2 separate regions of the Mus musculus genome follow, and region 2 is linked to region 1. Evidence: chromatin contacts called from public Hi-C data. All regions are on one chromosome and are shown on one strand. Each heading gives the region's core, a stretch centred on a gene start, on an enhancer-like site or on the middle of the called end of the contact. The rest is flanking DNA. Distances are from core to core; before and after follow the strand shown. Region 1 holds the start of Rnf157 (ring finger protein 157). Region 2 holds the start of Tmc8 (transmembrane channel-like gene family 8).

Evidence for each region. Hi-C and Micro-C count contacts between places; a contact is called where the count stands out from the background.
Region 2: a Hi-C map of B cells shows a contact between it and region 1, with 7 read pairs. The contact joins the promoter of Tmc8 here to the promoter of Rnf157 in region 1. A contact is called at or near these places in 1 of 39 promoter capture datasets (cranial neural crest) and 1 of 484 Hi-C or Micro-C datasets (B cells).

The regions. Positions count from the first base shown.
Region 1 is chr11:116,411,462-116,414,486 of GRCm38.p6, reverse strand. Rnf157 (ring finger protein 157) reads left to right here and starts at 1,455. Exons shown (of 19, transcript NM_027258.1): 1 at 1,455-1,790. The coding sequence starts at 1,703.
Region 2 is chr11:117,780,843-117,784,008 of GRCm38.p6, reverse strand. It overlaps Tmc8 (transmembrane channel-like gene family 8), which reads right to left and starts at 1,712. Exons shown (of 16, transcript NM_181856.2): 1 at 1,601-1,712; 2 at 739-959; 3 at 466-614; 4 at 89-238. The coding sequence starts at 899. It overlaps Gm11723 (a long non-coding RNA gene), which reads left to right. Exons shown (of 3, transcript XR_003949820.1): 3 at 536-1,354. It also overlaps a transcript of Tmc6 not described here.

The DNA of each region.
Region 1 (3,025 bases), core at 206-2,705:
TCAGTTAAATTCAGGTGAATGAAAATGCAAAATACTCTTGGGAGGCAGAGGCAGGAGACTCAGAAATTCAAGGCCACATTGGTTACAAGAAGTTCTGGGTCAACGAGAGCTACATGAGATCTGGTCTCAAGGTGGAGGGGGAGCCGAGGAACTGAGATATATCCCTAGAATCCACACAGTTGAAGAGAAAACACTTCTGCAAGTTGTCCTTTGACCTCTAAAATCACCTGGCGATACAGGAGAGGAACCCCCCCCTGCCAACACACAAATAAAATGTTAACATCAACAACAAAACTTAAACCACACCAACCCCTGCAAACCACACACACACACACACACACACACACACACACACACACGGGGGGGGGCGGGGGGGTGAGAGAAGAGAAGAGAAGAGAAGAGAAGAGAAGAGAAGAGAAGAGAAGAGATCAGGAGACAGACAGATCTACAAAACAGTTTTACAAACCTAAAGAAGGGAATCAGTCACCCCAAACTACTGTGTATGTTGTTGAAAGTTGACGTCATGCTGAAACAGTTCGGAACCTTGATCAGTCTCCCCCCAGAGAAACAAAAACAAAACAAAAAAATCCCCAAAACCTCATCATACCCACAAATACATAAATGTCTGTAATTAACTGAGCAATGACGTCTTCTGCCTGCCCACTGTGTGTGTGTGTGTGTGTGTGTGTGTGTGTGTGTGTGTGTGTAGGGAAGTCCTAGATCTGCCCTATCAAATTCCCTTTTTGATTCGAGGACTGTTCACTGATAGGCCACACAAGGCTCTTTCCAGTGTCTCCAGAGAACAGTTCACAAGGGACAGGCTCAGAGTGACTATCTTGAGTTAATGCCTACCAATCCAAACCCTAAAGGCTACCCGAGCTGTCCCAGGAAGGAGGTTACAAACAGCATTTACGGAGGGATGGCCACATCTTAGCTGACCATCCCAACATCCCCTATGCAGTCTTGGTGACATTTGGGATGTGAGGTTGGCAGAGCACTTGGGGTTCAGGCGGTAGGGGCATGAGGGATGTGGATGCTCGCCCCTGGGCTATGACCTCGACAGACGCGGAGGAGGCGGGGCTCTGGCTGCCAGGGCGGGGCGGCTCGCTGTGGGATTCAGGGACAAAGACGCGCGAGCTCGAGGCAGGCCTCCCCGGTGCCACGGGGGAGGCGCACCCGGAGCAATAATCCCACCGGGACACCGCTCGGGTGCGGCGGGGACCATGCTTCTTCCACCCGCCGTGGCCGAGCAGCTCCGGGAGACTCAGACCCTTGCCCGTCGCTGCCGCCGAGCCCCAGGCCGCATCCGCGCCGCAACCTCCGCGCGAAGCACGCGCCGCGGGCGCCCACCGCAGCTCGTTTCCTATTGGCTGGCCGGCCCGCGGGCGCTCCCGCCCCGCCGTCCCATTGGCTGAGGCCGCCGCGGTCCCCCCGCGCGCTAGCCGCCGCTGACATCACGCGGTCTGAGGCGGCGGCGGCGCCCCCGGGCTCAGCCCCGCAGCCCCCTCAGGCAGAGGCGCCGCCGCGGTGCCCGGCGGAGGATGGTGCGCGCCGTGCGGGCCGCTCCCCGCAGCCTCAGCCGCAGCAGCGCCTCAGCCGAGCGGGCCGCGGCGGGCAGCCGACCCCCGCACCGGGCGTGCGGCCGGCCGGCGCGCTGAGGCTCGGACGCCGGAGCCCGGGCGACGCCGCGATCGCAGCGGCCATGGGGGCCCTGACGAGCCGGCAGCACGCGGGCGTGGAGGAGGTGGACATCCCGTCCAATTCCGTGTACCGCTACCCGCCCAAGTCCGGTGAGGGCCGGGCGCGCGCCACGGGCCGGGCGGAGGGGAGGCCGCGCGTCGGATGCTGCGGGCGGGCAACGCGGTGGCCCGGGCGGCCCCGAGTCGGCCGCGGAGCGGGGGAGGTCTTCGGGATGCAGGGCGGGGGGCGCTCCCCATCCCGGGCCTCGGCGACGCCACGCGGAGGACTGCAGGTGCCTGCAGGGTCACCGAGGTCACCGCTCGCGTCCTCCGTGGTAATCTGCTCTGCGACAGGGACGCGCGCCGCCGGGGATGCGGCGTTGCAGCGGCTGCGGGTTGGAGAGGCATCCCTGACAGGCACCTGTGCCAGGTGTTGTCCCCGGGCTGTCGCATCCATGTCCCTTGGGACAGCTAGAAGTGCGTTTCTGCGAGCGTGAGGAGTAGTGCGGGAGGACGAACTTGCTTAAGCAGTTCTTCGCTTTTCTGGAGACTATCAGGGCGGGGATTGGGGGAGAAACTAAGTTAACAGAGATGTGTAGGAATCTGACAAGAGTCACTTGGATTGCCCCTTTCCTAGTTTCTGTCAAGGAGATGGCTGGAGACAGAGCAAAAGTGTTTTCTGTCGTACACTGTCACTTGAAACAGTCAATGCCTCCATCAGCATCAGCATTGCAGGAGAGTTTTGACAGCAGATGAGAAAGTAGTCCACTTGAGTGAGGACTGCTGTTCAAGCTGCTGGCGAGTGACCCAGCTACATGTCCTTTATCATCACCTTTATCTAAAAAAAATTTTTTTTTGCTTGCTGATCTCAAGACCCCCGGGACTCGTGTCTACCACCTTCCCTCTGGCTTGAGGACCTGGTGTGGATTTTGATGCGGGAGTAGTGAGTGAGGTGTCAGAATTGGACAGGGTCCCATTCTCTCTTGGTAGAATAAAGACATGCTAATGAGTCGAGCTGATTTCTCAGCAGTACATCCAGTTTCTGCCAGGTGGAAGCTGGGACCAGACAATGAACCTGCCTCCCTGCGGAGTGAGTGCCAGTAGCTCCCTGTCTTGCTGCTTTTGTGCCAGAGAATGAGTCCTAGCAGAAATGAGTGAGAACCACTTTAGAGAGGTCTGACATTAAGCAGCGATTGTTAGTGTTTTTAATAAACCTCTTGCTAATAATGACCGCATGGTTACTTTTATCTATTAAAATTGCATCTTGGTGCCCTGAAGGCTGAGGCAGGATTGTTAAATTTGGGGTCAGCCTGGGCTACACAGTGAGACTGTCTCAAACAAAATAA
Region 2 (3,166 bases), core at 463-2,962, 1.4 Mb before region 1:
TGTGCTGGGTGGCATCCGGGCAGAAGGTCCTATGGAGGAGAGTCCAAAGCTAGCCCATGCAGCTTGCCCAGGCAGGGCCAGCACTCACTCAGTTTCAGGGCAGGGCCTAGCTCAGGGGGGCGGAGCCAGACCAGGGGCAGCAGCACAAAGCAGGCAGTCAGCAGCATGGTCAGCAGGTTGAGCAGCAGCAGGAAGCGAAGGAAAGTGAAGTAGGACTGGATCCCGGTTCCGAAGAGGCCTACGAGAGAAAACAGGGAGAGTCAGCCACGTTGAGAATCCCAGGGCTGTGTGATGTGTGGCAATATGGACCAGCCCAGGGCAAAATTAGGGCTCCGCGCGCCCCCACAGCCCTCCAGAGATCTGTATGTAACCCAGCTAGGTGTGCACAGGAGGAATCCGAGGGGTGTACAAGGATGGAGGGGCTGATGAGGAAGGTGGGAAATATGGGTCGGCATGGGATCCTACCCCCAATCTCGTAGAGAGCTCCCTCCCAGAGACCGAAGCCGCGGGCCAGCCGTTGCTCTGCCTCCCTCAGGTGTTGTCGCGCCACCCGCCTCGGGCGATGCCACCGCTGCCAGAAGGTGGTCTTCACTCCCTCGGGCTCCCGCAGTTCCCTGCAGGACCGTGGTGACAGGGGGGCGCCCTTGAGTAATCCATCTGACAGATGCATCCTCCGGAGGCCCCCCACCCCCACCCCACCCCTGCGCAGCTCGTCCAGAGTAGCCGAGCGGCACCCACCGGATGAAGCGCTTGTCTGCCATGGCGTAAGGCAGCATCCGCACAGGCGTCCGGGAGGCGCATAGCCGCTCCACTTCTTGCTCCCACAGCTCCTCCGAGGCCGCCTGGGATTCAGGCCTTCGTGGGGCTGGTCCTGACTGCACCGACCACTGGCGAAACATCCCAGTGGGCGCGCGGGACAGACAGGCAAGATCCTTGCTCGCAGGAGCTCCACCTTGGCCCTGCCAGTGTCCACAGTGAAAAGAAGCCTGCTGTGGTCGAAGCCGGGGCTGCCCCACTCCACCTCTCAAACAGACCCACTGACCAAGGCCTTAGTCTTCAACTGCCAAGCACGGTGAAAGGCCTCCAGGATATGAGGAGAGAGAAGCCGCGGGCAAAGGCTGTCTGTCCTAAACCTTACCTTACGCTTTAGAAAAACACAATCTTTTCCCATGTGCTGATTGGCTTTTGGGAGGTCACTCCTGTCCCGAACCCCCGACAGCTCCTAGAATTTAGCTTCCTGCAACACCCCAGCTCTGGATGTACTAGGGCTCCGTTCTCTCTGTGTGTGTTTGTTTTGTTTTTTTGAGACAGGGTTTCTCTGTGTAGCCCTGGCTGTCCTAGAATTCACTCTGTAGACCAGGCTGGCCTTGAACTCAGAAATCTGCTTGTCTCTGACTCCCAAGTGCTGGGATTAAAGGCGAGCACCGTCACTGCCCGCCCCATTCTGTGTGTTTTGTCCAGGCTGGGTCTGCTCTGGTCTTCTCAAGGGACCCAGAATAGAAGGCGTGGCTACATCCCCAATCATGAGAAAAGAAAAGACACCCCCCCCCCCAAACCATCCGGAAGGAAGCAATAGCCCTGGCCTTCTTCCCCCTCTCACCGTCCTTATTGTCACAAGGCAAGCAGCTCACAAAGAGGCAAGGGACCAAGCTCCCCGAAGAGCCCCCTCCTAAGACCAGCTCTTGACACACCAGGCAGGGTGGTGAGGGAGTGGGGTGGGGGTCACGTGACAGGAACCCCGGGGGTGGGGGCCCACCGCGTCTCCTCCCCTCCACCCACTCCCGCCTTCCTTCCTCACAGTTTCCTCTGCCTCTGCGTGCACTTCCCGACCTGGAGGGTCACGGGCACAGGTGAGAGGCGCGGGTGGCACCAGGCCGACCTGCTTTTCTGTGCTCCCACTCCTGCAAGCCCCCTTCCTGGCCGCCAGCCCTTAGGCGTGTCCTGGTGCGGGGACCCTTATCTGCGGTCCGCAGTCGCCCCAGAGAGCAGGCTAGTGATGGGTGGATGGTCTCAGCACTGGAGCTGCTGCCTCTCCGGATCCCTGGCGCTTTGTTCTTTGCTTTTTGTTCTATTTCAAGACAGGGTCTCACTGTGTAACTCTGATTGTCTTGGAATTCATCATGTAGAGCAGGCTGGCCTTGAACTCACAGAGACACTTGCCCAAGGCTGGGATTAAAGAAAGGCCTGTGTCACTATGACTGGCTGGCAGGTTATTTTTGAACTGACCGCCTTAAGGGCAGGCACTGCCCTCCCTGTTGCTATGCCCTGGCCAGGCTCTGGCACCAAGCCCAACCTAAGAGCTGAGGAAGCAGCTTCTTCAAGCACGTCACTCGTCATCCACTGACTAGACCTTTAGGAGTCATCTTGGCCAGTTCCCAGTTCTGGGAGCCCTAGCCTTTCCTCCCTGTTCACCTCTTTTAAAACCTTGTTGTCTCAGCTCTGGATTCTGAGTCTCCGCCTGTGTCCCTGCCCACAGGCTCTGTACTCCCAACAAGTTCACACAGGAAGGCGCCCCAGGAAATGGCTTTCAAATTGGGCCAAAGTCGTGCAAAATTCAGAGTAAGAGCAAGGAGTCAACTAGGGGCTGAGGAGGGCTGGGTCTGCAGACCAAGACTTCCGGTGCCAAGGCGCCGCTTGGTAAACCCACCCAGGCACGGAGAGACAGCTGCGAAGAAGCGTCGCCCTCCCCCCTCAGGCTTCATCTCCTTCCGGTATCCCACACGTTTCCTGGGGTCTGTTAACCTTCGTGTGTAGGAGGGGACTTGTTTTTCCCTTCTACTTCTCACGGTCACCGGTCACCCTGTCTGTAACTTGGGGGAAGCGGTTCTATGGAGCATCTTGGTGGCCAGGTTCCTTGCTCCAGCTGGTGACACCTGGAGGCTGGTGACACTTTCTCGGGTTCAATTTCCTCATCTGTGAAATAGAAAGGTCTTTGACTGTCTTGGCACAGCAGGAAGCAGTTTAACCCTAGCTTTAGAAACAGACACCACGCCCAGGGCGGAGCGGGCAGTAACTCGTTTGCTCAGCCTCTGATAAAGAACAGTTAACCAGGCTGGGAGGAGGCGATTACTCAATCCCGCGTGGGAAGGCTAGGGACTGGTAAGTGACCCCGGGACGTGGAAATGCCGTCCCTCTTTAGAAACTCAAGAGGAATATTAGTGACTCC